Linked DNA regions of Acanthopagrus latus: region 2 is linked to region 1. The links are chromatin contacts, called in public Hi-C maps. All regions are on one chromosome and are shown on one strand. Each heading gives the region's core, a stretch centred on a gene start, on an enhancer-like site or on the middle of the called end of the contact. The rest is flanking DNA. Distances are from core to core; before and after follow the strand shown. Region 1 holds the start of LOC119027485. Region 2 holds the start of sst5 (somatostatin-1A).

Region 1 (5,071 bases), core at 204-2,703:
TTGAGCTAATGTTATTGTTTGATAGTGTTAGGCAATACATTTAGATAGGTGTGAATTCTAAAAGATCAACAATCAGGATGAAATCAGATGGTAACGTTAGCTGGGGAGTGAATTAGTGCCGACGTAAGTGAAGGGGTTATTAAATATGTCATTTTGTCTTTAAATGTGGCCCGTTGTCCCTTCAGATTTTCCCTTTCCATCATCTTTTCAGTTGCTGGTCAGTTGGGAAGAGGTGAAAAGATAACTTTTTTTTTTTTTTTCAGATTTTGTACTTTTACGGAATTTGCAACCATGTACGCAGCAACATAACATTATTCCAGCATTCAAACTTCCCGCCCTGAGCCAAGGAGCCTAAAAAAAGAAAGGTCATTATTTCACTGACATTGTTTATCCCTGGTTCCTGTTCACAGTGTCATTTCAGTCTCATCAGCTGTATTAGGTCAGACCTGCCACTTCTGGTCACAGTATTATCAGCCCTGTCATTCATTTGTGAAATAAAAAATCGGTTGTTAAAATCGGTTGTTAACTGTCATACAAAGTAGAGAGATCTCCTGTAGACTTCAAATACAGCAGGAACCACAGTCTGGCCCCAAAGCGAGATTCAGTGACGTGATGACCTTTCCTTCTTTTTGAGGTTACTTGCCGAGTGTGACATCAGGGTAAAATGGATGTTGAGTGAATATGGTCCGCGGTGAGACGAATAACTTTAAACTGTGCGATGAATAAGGTGTCATGGTGCAAACGGGAAGGGACAGGACTTCACTTAGTTAAACCCATAGCTCTCTACACTTTTGGTTCACTGCCAGCATAAAACTTAAAGTTAAAGGACATGCCTTAGAACATATCTGTAAATCAAACAGCTGCGGCTTTTAAGTAAACGAAACGCGTTCGCCTCCATCTATCAGCCAACACGTGAGTCATGACATTTCTCAGAGAGCCATTAAGACGAGCATCAGTTCACTGAAGCTGCACACGCAGCAGAATAGAACCGGCAGATACTGGCCTGTTTGCGCTCACCTCTTGCAGCATGTGAGCGCACGATGAATGGTGCAACAGCTGCACAGACCACAGCCGCAAAGACAAACAAGAGTCTGGGAAAAAAAGAAAAAGAACACTCACTGGAGTATTTTTTTGTTGTAATTTATGGGAATAATAATGCTGTCACTCAAAAAAGGAAAAAAATAACCTCCAACCCTTTTCAGATTTTATGACTGCGTGTGCACAGAGCTTGTAAAACGTGATATTTACCTCAAGTAGGGAGCAGAGCTTTCAAACATGATGGTCAGTTTCCTCCTAGGTTTTTTAAGATTGCCAAGAAAAGCCCATAAAAGGAAAGTTGTAGTAGTGTTGTCAGTCCATTAGTTTTACTTGTCATAGAAATGAGTCACCGTGCTCTGACACTCTGCTGCCGCTTGCGAGTCTGATTGGAGGAAATGCTCCTCACCTGGCCTCAAGTAACCCACTTCCTGGAGTTGTCCTGAAAGGGGAGTTTCCCTGATTTAGTTGATTCACTGAAGAATACTTTGTAATGTATTTCAATATTTGATCTCTGAATGTGTTTATCTGTGATGATCTTTGAGTGCAACTACACATTTGTCTCCACCTTGACTTTTACTTTGTAAAGCGCACTTTCTGTTTGGCCTAGACTTGATCGAGCATGTTGTCGCAACTGTGTTTTTGCACACCCACACACACACACACACACACACCCACACACACAATTACACCATTGTTTTCCTCTTTTCAGGATCCAATAAAGTGACTCACTGGAACGCCCATCCTCAATTCAGCATGCAGCCATGAGAAAGTGATTTCAAATCAGAGTTTATTTATTCTCCGTTAAATATGTAACAAATACATCAAATAAATACAATTATGAAAAACAATAAATATCACGTACATTAGTGCATTAATAGGCCTAAAATGGGCAACTTTGGCGATTCACATTTTTTTTCCTCATCTGATTGTATCAGCAACATAGTGGTATCATTTAAAAAGGCAGTCAGAAAGCTAAAAAAAACAACTTATATCATGACTGTATGTGTCCGTGTGTCTTGCCAGCAAGGGTTATCATCATCATCATTATCAAGTCCATTACGCCGAAGGATATCTTGAGTATAAATATAGGCTGGTATCACATTATCCAGGGTATCTGAAGCTGTAGATTCCTTAAAACATGAAGCAGGACATCATGGCGAGGTTCCTCATGTCGTCACCAGTGAGACAGTCTGCCAAAAGAAAGGGGGACAAATTAGATTAGAACAATTGATATATTCACTATTTATTTGATGAATCCCTCTGTCAGGTGTGGGGTATATTTTGGGTACTCAACATTTAAAAATTACAAATTTGTGTCCCATTCGAAAATGGAAGAAATTAGTGCTTGGTGTGCTTTTTCTGCCAATTACAAAAAGAAAAACAAAAGCGTGAATGGGTAGCCTGCTGCTTCTGTGGTCACGCCCACCAAATTGCATTCTCCGAATGTTCATTTTAAGAAACTCCCTAACGTTTTGCCCCAACGTGACAAGACAAAAACTAGACACTAAAAAGTCAAAGCGACACAGAAAAGCTTGCTTTTTGTGTGTGTGAGAGAAAATGTCAAAATGTATTTCATTAAATGTGGCACAATTTACACTGAAGCCGAGGCTAAACTTGTGTCCTTTACTGCCACCTGTAAAACCTGTATGAGTAACCCACTGTTATTTTGGTCATCCCCACCAAACTTCATTCTCAAAAGACTCATTTTAAGAACTCCCATAATGTTTTGCCCCGACAACAGTGGTTAAGAACTACGTGCTAAAAGTTCAAGTTACGCTTAAGTCGTGTTTTTGTAGCCTACTGTTCTTTTGGTCACCTCCCACCAAACTTCATTCTAAAAATGCTCATTTTAAGAACTGCCGAATGTTTCACTTGAACAACACGACAAGTCCAAAACTACTTGAACCACCCCTTACGAACCGCAGTCCACTATTTAACTTACTTTCTCCGCCACTCGGACGTGAGCTCTTCCCGGTTATCTTCTTCCAAACTTTCCGGCAAGACCGCCGAAGCCTCCCTCCTCTGGAGCCCGCGGGAGAGTCGCTCTCCTCGGCTGCGCTCTCGGGAGGCGTCGACGCCTCCTTGTCGTCACAGCCGTCCTGAACGTCACCGTCCCGCTCTTCCTCCTCCGGGTCCTCCCGGTCGAGGACCCCCTCGGCCAGCAGCCGCGCCAGGACGCACTCGTCCACCCTCAGCTCGGCTCGGATCTTCCCCTCTCCGGAGATGGATGTGGTGTGTCGGCACAGCGGGCAGACGATGGACGCGTCCGCTCCCAGACGCGCCTCGCCGGGGCCCTGGGGTCGCGACAGGGCCAGCAGGCAGCTCTCGCAGAAGCTGTGTTTGCACTGGAGCTCCCGGGGACACCGCCGACCTCCGTTAAAGGTCCGGTAACAAATTCCACACTCGAGCTCTGAATACATGCTGCTGTTTGATCCGCGGCGCTCCTCGCTGATTTATCTCAAGGTCTCGATAAAGTGAGACTGGGTGAGCTGTCTGGACTTATACCAGGGTGTGAGGAAGTGCGTGGGAGGGGAGGACGAGGGGGGGAATCTCGAAAACGTAGTAGACCAGGGCCAAATAAACACAACCTATGACTCATCAAGCTCAAAATACGCGTGACGCAACCAAAACCGGAGCGCGCGCACACACGCACACATACACACTCCCTCACGTATCTCCACAGCTCCATGCTTGTCATTATTACACGGGACAGGAACACACGGCCAGGTGCAGGCGGATGCAAGACAACAAGATGTACTGATTAAATCATTAAAAGTTGGATTGGCCCCTGAGTGTTTCTCTCTGGTGGAGAGTCCCCTGTGTAGATTTCCCCTACTTAATCCAACTTGAATCTGTGTCAGGAGTCTTTCACCCTTCTCTGACAGTTGAGGGTGTGTGTGTGTGTGTGTGTGTGTGTGATATGACGCAAGCCCTTCCCTCTCTCCGTGGTAATCCCCAAACAACCTCGCTCACTGCCCTTTCACGGTGATTTCCGGCTGAAATCCTGGCCAACAATCGCAGACCCCGAGCAGCACTGTCTTTTGTTCGCCGCCTAGTAGGCCTTCCCGCTTTTTTGTTGCCAGCATTGAGCTTCCTGTAACAGCACTTGGTCATGCAAAAAAAAAGAAAAGAAAAAAAACAACACAGCTTTTTTCGACTCGGATGACCGTAAAAGAAGGTGTTTACCGAAAAAGCGAGGAGAATGAAAGAAACCTTTAATGCTTTACTGTCATGTAGACAGCGCAGTGCAGTCTTCTTGGACCTGTTGCGCAACACAGGTTGAAAAGGCGCTATGCCACAAAGGACTGAACACTTTTTCAAAACAAAGTATGCCATTTGTGCTGCTCCCTGCCTTCTATAGTACAGTACAATAACACTGAAAACTGTCATGAATATGTGGTCTAACACACCGTGACACTGAATAAGACCCCACCTCGAGAGATCAAGTTTCTAGACTGCTAACTGACGTAGTTTTAGCAACCTCATAAATGACAGCACGATAACAATACATTGCAGTCTGTGCCTCCAACAAGAAACCGGCCTTCCCCAGTCTCCTGCCGCAGGTTGCTGTTGTGGGGAAGTCCCTGCAATTCGATTACCGAGCGCGGTAGAGTTCCACAGCTCAAGGATGAAAATGTATGACACCATGTATTACACTATGGAAATGCAATCAAAGTTCATATGTGTCTTACCTGCCAGCTTATAACAGTTATTATCGAGAGCGGACAGGGAAAATAACGGAATTGAGCATTTCTAACTTCACTCGGTAATCGACTCGCAAGGACTTACACAGAACAGGAAGCTGCTGCAGGAGAGTGGTGAGTTGTGTTCACTTTACAATAAAAATCCGGCTAAGCTAGCAGACATATGATGCCTCGAACTATGTGCTGCGACCCTATTTGTACTGTGACTGATGTTTGGTGCTGTTCTGAGCATTATTTGTAGCTTTTTGATATCGGTTTCTTGGTAGAGGCATATACTGCAATGTAATGTTATCGTGCGGTCATTTCTGAGGTTGCTAAAACTACGTAAG
Region 2 (5,167 bases), core at 1,022-3,521, 140 kb before region 1:
GAAATCAAGTTAACAGAAGAATGGTTTAGGTTGAATATATTGGTCATCAATATAGAAAAGACCAAATTATGGTTATTACTTTTCAGAGAAGTAATTACATAGAGCTATCGTCTGTGCTAAGTTTTGAGTTTATTTTGATCGTTGTGTGTCTTATCGGTTTTTGAAGCATCTCGCGTCGTACTGTGAGTATGGATGTTATGTGTATTAATGTAAGTTTATCAATGGAATGTTGTTGATGAAAGTGATGGAGACCCCAGGAGGAGTAGCCACTGCGTTAACACAGAAGCTAAAGGGGATTCTAATAAATGCACAAACAAAACTGTATAATGTTAACTGTAGTTAGCTCCCTCCCTCTTCATAACGCTGAACGGTTAAAGTACGGCTCTGCTTGTCGCTGACCTGCTCTGCTCTGTGTCTCTCCTCCAGCTGAAGGATGATGCAGTAGCACTGGTGGATGTCTTCGCACCTCCGGATTTCATTCTCAACTCACCGATTGGCTGCGCTGATGGACAGGTAAAGCCATGTCGACACATAAAGCTTAAATCTCCCTCTTCAAAAACACTTTGGTTTCCCAGGATCTTTGCCGTTTATGCGGCGCAAATGGCCCGGGACATGCTGCGTGTGATAATGGCAAGTTTCCGAAAGTTAAGTTAAAAATAAGGAAACCTGCTTACACCACTGACTTCAATCTCTGTCTCTGATTTTTGTTCTACCTCACACTCCTCGAAAAAGCCTTCACGAGGTCTCTCTGGGTAACTTAATCTTTGTTTCTCTTTCACGCAGCTCTACAAGAACCTGTGGTCGACGGTGATGCAGGGCAGCCAGGTGCTGGAGCGGCCATCCTGGTGGAAAGAGTTCTGCTCGGACAAGCCTGTGGTCGGATCCCTCCATGCAAAACTGTAGAACCCTGACACCCTGTCAGGTACCAATGCCTCTTTTTTTTTTTTTTTTTTTGAGTCAGTGGTCGTCATGTGACCCGCATTTTCGACTCTGGCCACTACACTAAGTGCTGTGTCCTTCTGTGCCTCAGAAATTGTACATTGATCTAAAAAAAATGGCTGGATATCATCTTGAATGTGTGTTCTACAGGAATTCAGTCACTCACAGTCATTACCATCAGTTCTATAAGATACACTTTTCCGTCCTTAACACAGAATTAATGCTGTTTTAGCATAGCACGGGTTCCAGTGTTATGATTGAGTTCTATTTTTAGACTACCTAGCCGTGCCAAGTATCACTACAAGTCAGCGTCAACCAAATATTGTCCCGATAGCACAACTTAACTTTTCATTGTTAATGAAGGGTCGATGAGATTGTGAACCATTTAAATGATAAGAAAAAATGTCAAAGCCTGTGGTTATATATCAACTATGAGCGACAGGTGTACTGTAAACACATAACCAAAAATCGCACTTGTCATACAAACAGTCGGCGTTACTCGTTTCTCGCAATACTTCGCAAAATTTGTAAAAAAACAAAAAAAAAACGCTGGCTTTCTGTGGTTAGATTTTGTTAATCTTTTTTTTTCATCATCATTTGATTTGCAAAAATCGTAATTATCGTCAATTAAATCCATTTAAATGTCTCGCAGATAAGAAACCTCCAAACTGAATGGTTTGCGATTTCTTTTTAGACTTACCGTGTTTTGTAGTAGACTAGAAGGATGTAATATTTTACCAAAGCTAAAAATCATGTAGATAACGTGCAGTGCCACATGACTCTTTAAAGATTATTTTTTGTAATACTGTATCTTGATATAAATACACAAATTAAATACATTCACTAATACAACTTGTGAATTGTGACGTGAATCCTGAAAGACTGGTTTCAGTATATCCCCTGTGCGTATCAGCCATTTCCCCATTCATGCAACTGGAGCTGGGATTAATTTCTACCCTGTGGGCATCAATTCTAGCAAAAAATCATGCATCCTTATGCATTTTTTTTTTCTGTTATTCTAGAGTTTTAATGTTGAACGGCAGCGTTAAACGACAACGAGGAAGACTGCTGATGAGTCTGACACGATGTACATGTTCTTCAAATGTCTTTCTTTCTTGGGTGCTGCTCACTGAATCATATTTGGTATCTCGTTCTACTACGAGTTAGCACCCAGAAAAGTTTGAGTTAAGGTTTATATTTATTTTTCCTCTAATATGACAGCAGAACTAGTGATCATTCAGTGGAAGATTGTAGTGAAAGAAGACGACTCGTGAGCCTGGATATTCAGATTGATGAGTGCCCCGCCAGAGATTACGTATGTAATTATTTTGCGAAAGAAATGTTGATGTACAGTATGTAGTATTTCATTTCTCTCTTTGAAATACTAGGATTCGCCACTGATCCAGCAGAACAGATAAACATATGTTCCTGATGCCAGACTGATGCAGCTCTGTCTGACAGAGAACATTGTCCTCTAAATTAAAGTGTATTCTCTCTACATGTCAGGCATTTTTAGGTTGACAAGCCCTATTGTAACAGTTGCCAACTGTTTTCCCCCGGTGCATGTGTGTTTAGATAAGAGAGAGTTCACATTGTTAATATAACTCTACATTACGGCACCCTAATGTCAGGAGACATGACTTGGCAGAGAAATGTGTGGCTCAATTAGTCGGCTCAGATGGAAATGGAACCCTTTGAGTCACCAGCTTTTAATTAATGCCGTGAAATAACGAAACTGACAGCAGCACGTATAATCCTATGGAGGTGCGCGCAGATCAGCGGGAGGGATTGGTGCTCATTAACTGTGAAGACGTTTCATTAACCCTGACAGACTGCCGATACACTGACACTATTTTATATGATGTAGCAGCAGGTGAGGAGGCGGCGGATGTTGTGTGATTCGTGCGATCGTCACTCCGTCAGACCCCTCCGCTTTGTTCAGGGCGGCGTGGCTGGAAGCCTGCGGTCACGACACCCTCACCGCTCGGAAAATGTTACCGAAAGTCACGTCGTGTCATGATTAAAGACTGACTAATCAGACTCACAGTCCCGCGGTGGGGAAAAAGGTCAGAGGGTCTCAAACCGAGAACGCTCCTAGGGGAAGATGTGAGGCTGAATTCAAGTTCGATGAGCTGGATCAACGAGGAAATTATAAATAAACAGCAACAAAATGGAGTGCGACGGAAAAACAGAGTGCATTTTGTGACAGGGAGAAAATAAAAGCATGTTATTGATGGTCTTCAGCACACCGTTGATGTGGCGAGAAAGATGTTAACTTGTTTTTATTTCCCGATTTTTGCCACGCTGGCTCGTGTAAAGGTGAAAAACAGGCATGTTAAGTTCTTGATATTATTATTTCAACAGAATTACATCCAACCTGACATGATTTTGTAGCTAATTTCCCAACTTTTGGCTGATAAACCCTCAAATAATGTGAGACACAGGGATTTGTTTTTGGATCCCTAGTGCCGACATTACCCACAATGCAACCTGACCGCTGGTAGCTACTCCGAGTTCCAGTTAGGCTATCACAAAAGTCCGATGTTCGTAGCTGGGAAATGCATCATGCCCGAGTTGAGTGTTTTCAAGATGGATGCCTCCAGAAATTGTTAGTTAGCTATTGCTAGCAGTAGCTAACTAACAGTACATTACGTGGTGTACAAACACCTTAGCAACATGCCCACAGAAAGTTCTAGGACAGTACTATGTGTACAATTTGGACCATGCTATGGACTATGGACCATGTACTTGTAGCATACTAGAAAGTGTACTAATTTAATACGTCTTCGGACTAAATTGGAACATTTTAAGTTTAAGTTATAGTATACTAAAGTACAAGTATAAGCTTTAGTATTAAAGTATAAGTGTAAGTCGAAGTATTAATGTACTAAGTTTAATGTGAAGACTATTCTTCAATTCTTTTTTCAAAACGAAAGGAAAACGAAAGGAAATATAAAATATAGTATATAAAAAGTACACTTCAAGTATACTGCCTCAGATACTAGTACTTGTAGTACACTTGGATAAACTACTTTTTGCTAAGGGTACACTTGCTATCCATGCACAGTGCAGCCATTTTGGATTTTGAGGTCGGGGCTGTTGAGGTTCTTTCTGCTTTCCGAGCCAGACACCTGATTTAAGGCGGCATTCTGCTTGAAATTTCCCACTTTACCCTTAAAAATTCACACTACCAAGTTCAGACTCTCCCTCCCTGAAGCAACAAAAGGTCTATGCAGCTTAGTTCACAAGTGCGGTAGAAAGTCCCCAAGACCTACAAAACGGGCTCTCGTGTGTAAAACCAGCAAAGCAAGTGGTCCAAAAACTCAACTGGGCAGCTCGAGTCCGTGACCTGTCCGCCTCTTTTCACGTCACGCTTTGAGTCACTTCAAAAGTCAAAGTGTCCTCTTCAGACACGATTGAGTGGGATGATACAAACGGAAACTACAAGTTAATGTGCTCAGACCACAAGCACTAACGTCGGGTTATTTGTTTGCGGGTCTGACATTTAGATGTTCTTCCTCTGACTCAAGGTGAAGGCGGTGGGGTGTCGGACTGGTCAGCCACCTTATTAACATTTGAGTCACATTGTGTCATTAGCAACGCCGCGCAGCATGGAGGCCCCATGTTGTGTTTCGGGACTACTGCGGGAGGGGGGGGCTGGTGCGGGCTAATCACGACCAACACATGTGAAGTCACATGTTACCACGAAAACATTACACTTTATTGCTTTGCGTCTGATATTACATGTTTCAAGTGGCGCGCCAGTCAACTCGAAGAGTCAGATCTTGGGAGGTTTTTTTGGTCACGTCGCCGCGGCTGACGATGACCTTTTAGTCATCCAGTCAACCACACGCCTCCTTCTGTTTCTCACCCCTCCGCCAATCACATCCTTTTCTTGGCTCTGAGGATGAGGAGGATCTGAAGATGAAGGGGCCTATTTATCAGCTCACCGCGTCCTACGCAAAAACAGTGATGCGCTGACTGTCAACCGTGATTGGCCGGCAGTTTCGTTTTACTTCAGAGCATCGTCGTCAGATTTTTTTTTTTAAAACAATAGGACAGCCGGCTCAGGGTAAGAGTTGGATTCCTTGTGTTCGCTGTTTGAGGTGGAGATGCTTCGCCCCCAGGTGCAGGTACTCCTTGTGGCTTTGTTTTCCTCGGTGCTGCTGGTGCGGGTCAGCAGCGCTCCACGCAGAGACATGCTGACGGAAACACTGAGAGCAGACCT

Evidence for each region. Hi-C and Micro-C count contacts between places; a contact is called where the count stands out from the background.
Region 2: a Hi-C map of muscle shows a contact between it and region 1, with 2.4 times the contacts expected there. The contact joins the promoter of sst5 here to the promoter of LOC119027485 in region 1. A contact is called at or near these places in 2 of 4 Hi-C or Micro-C datasets (liver and muscle).

Annotation. Positions count from the first base shown.
Region 1 is chr10:9,889,926-9,894,996 of fAcaLat1.1, reverse strand. It overlaps LOC119027485, which reads right to left and starts at 1,453. Exons shown (of 3, transcript XM_037112721.1): 1 at 1,249-1,453; 2 at 1,018-1,091. The coding sequence starts at 1,277. si:ch73-335l21.4 (E3 ubiquitin-protein ligase-like) reads right to left here and starts at 3,605. Exons shown (of 2, transcript XM_037112722.1): 1 at 2,981-3,605; 2 at 1,809-2,228. The coding sequence starts at 3,458. The coding sequence ends at 2,170.
Region 2 is chr10:10,025,764-10,030,930 of fAcaLat1.1, reverse strand. It overlaps sst5 (somatostatin-1A), which reads left to right and starts at 2,271. Exons shown (of 2, transcript XM_037111636.1): 1 at 2,271-5,167. The coding sequence starts at 5,052. It overlaps acox3 (peroxisomal acyl-coenzyme A oxidase 3), which reads left to right. Exons shown (of 20, transcript XM_037111624.1): 18 at 427-513; 19 at 784-922; 20 at 5,067-5,167. The coding sequence ends at 903.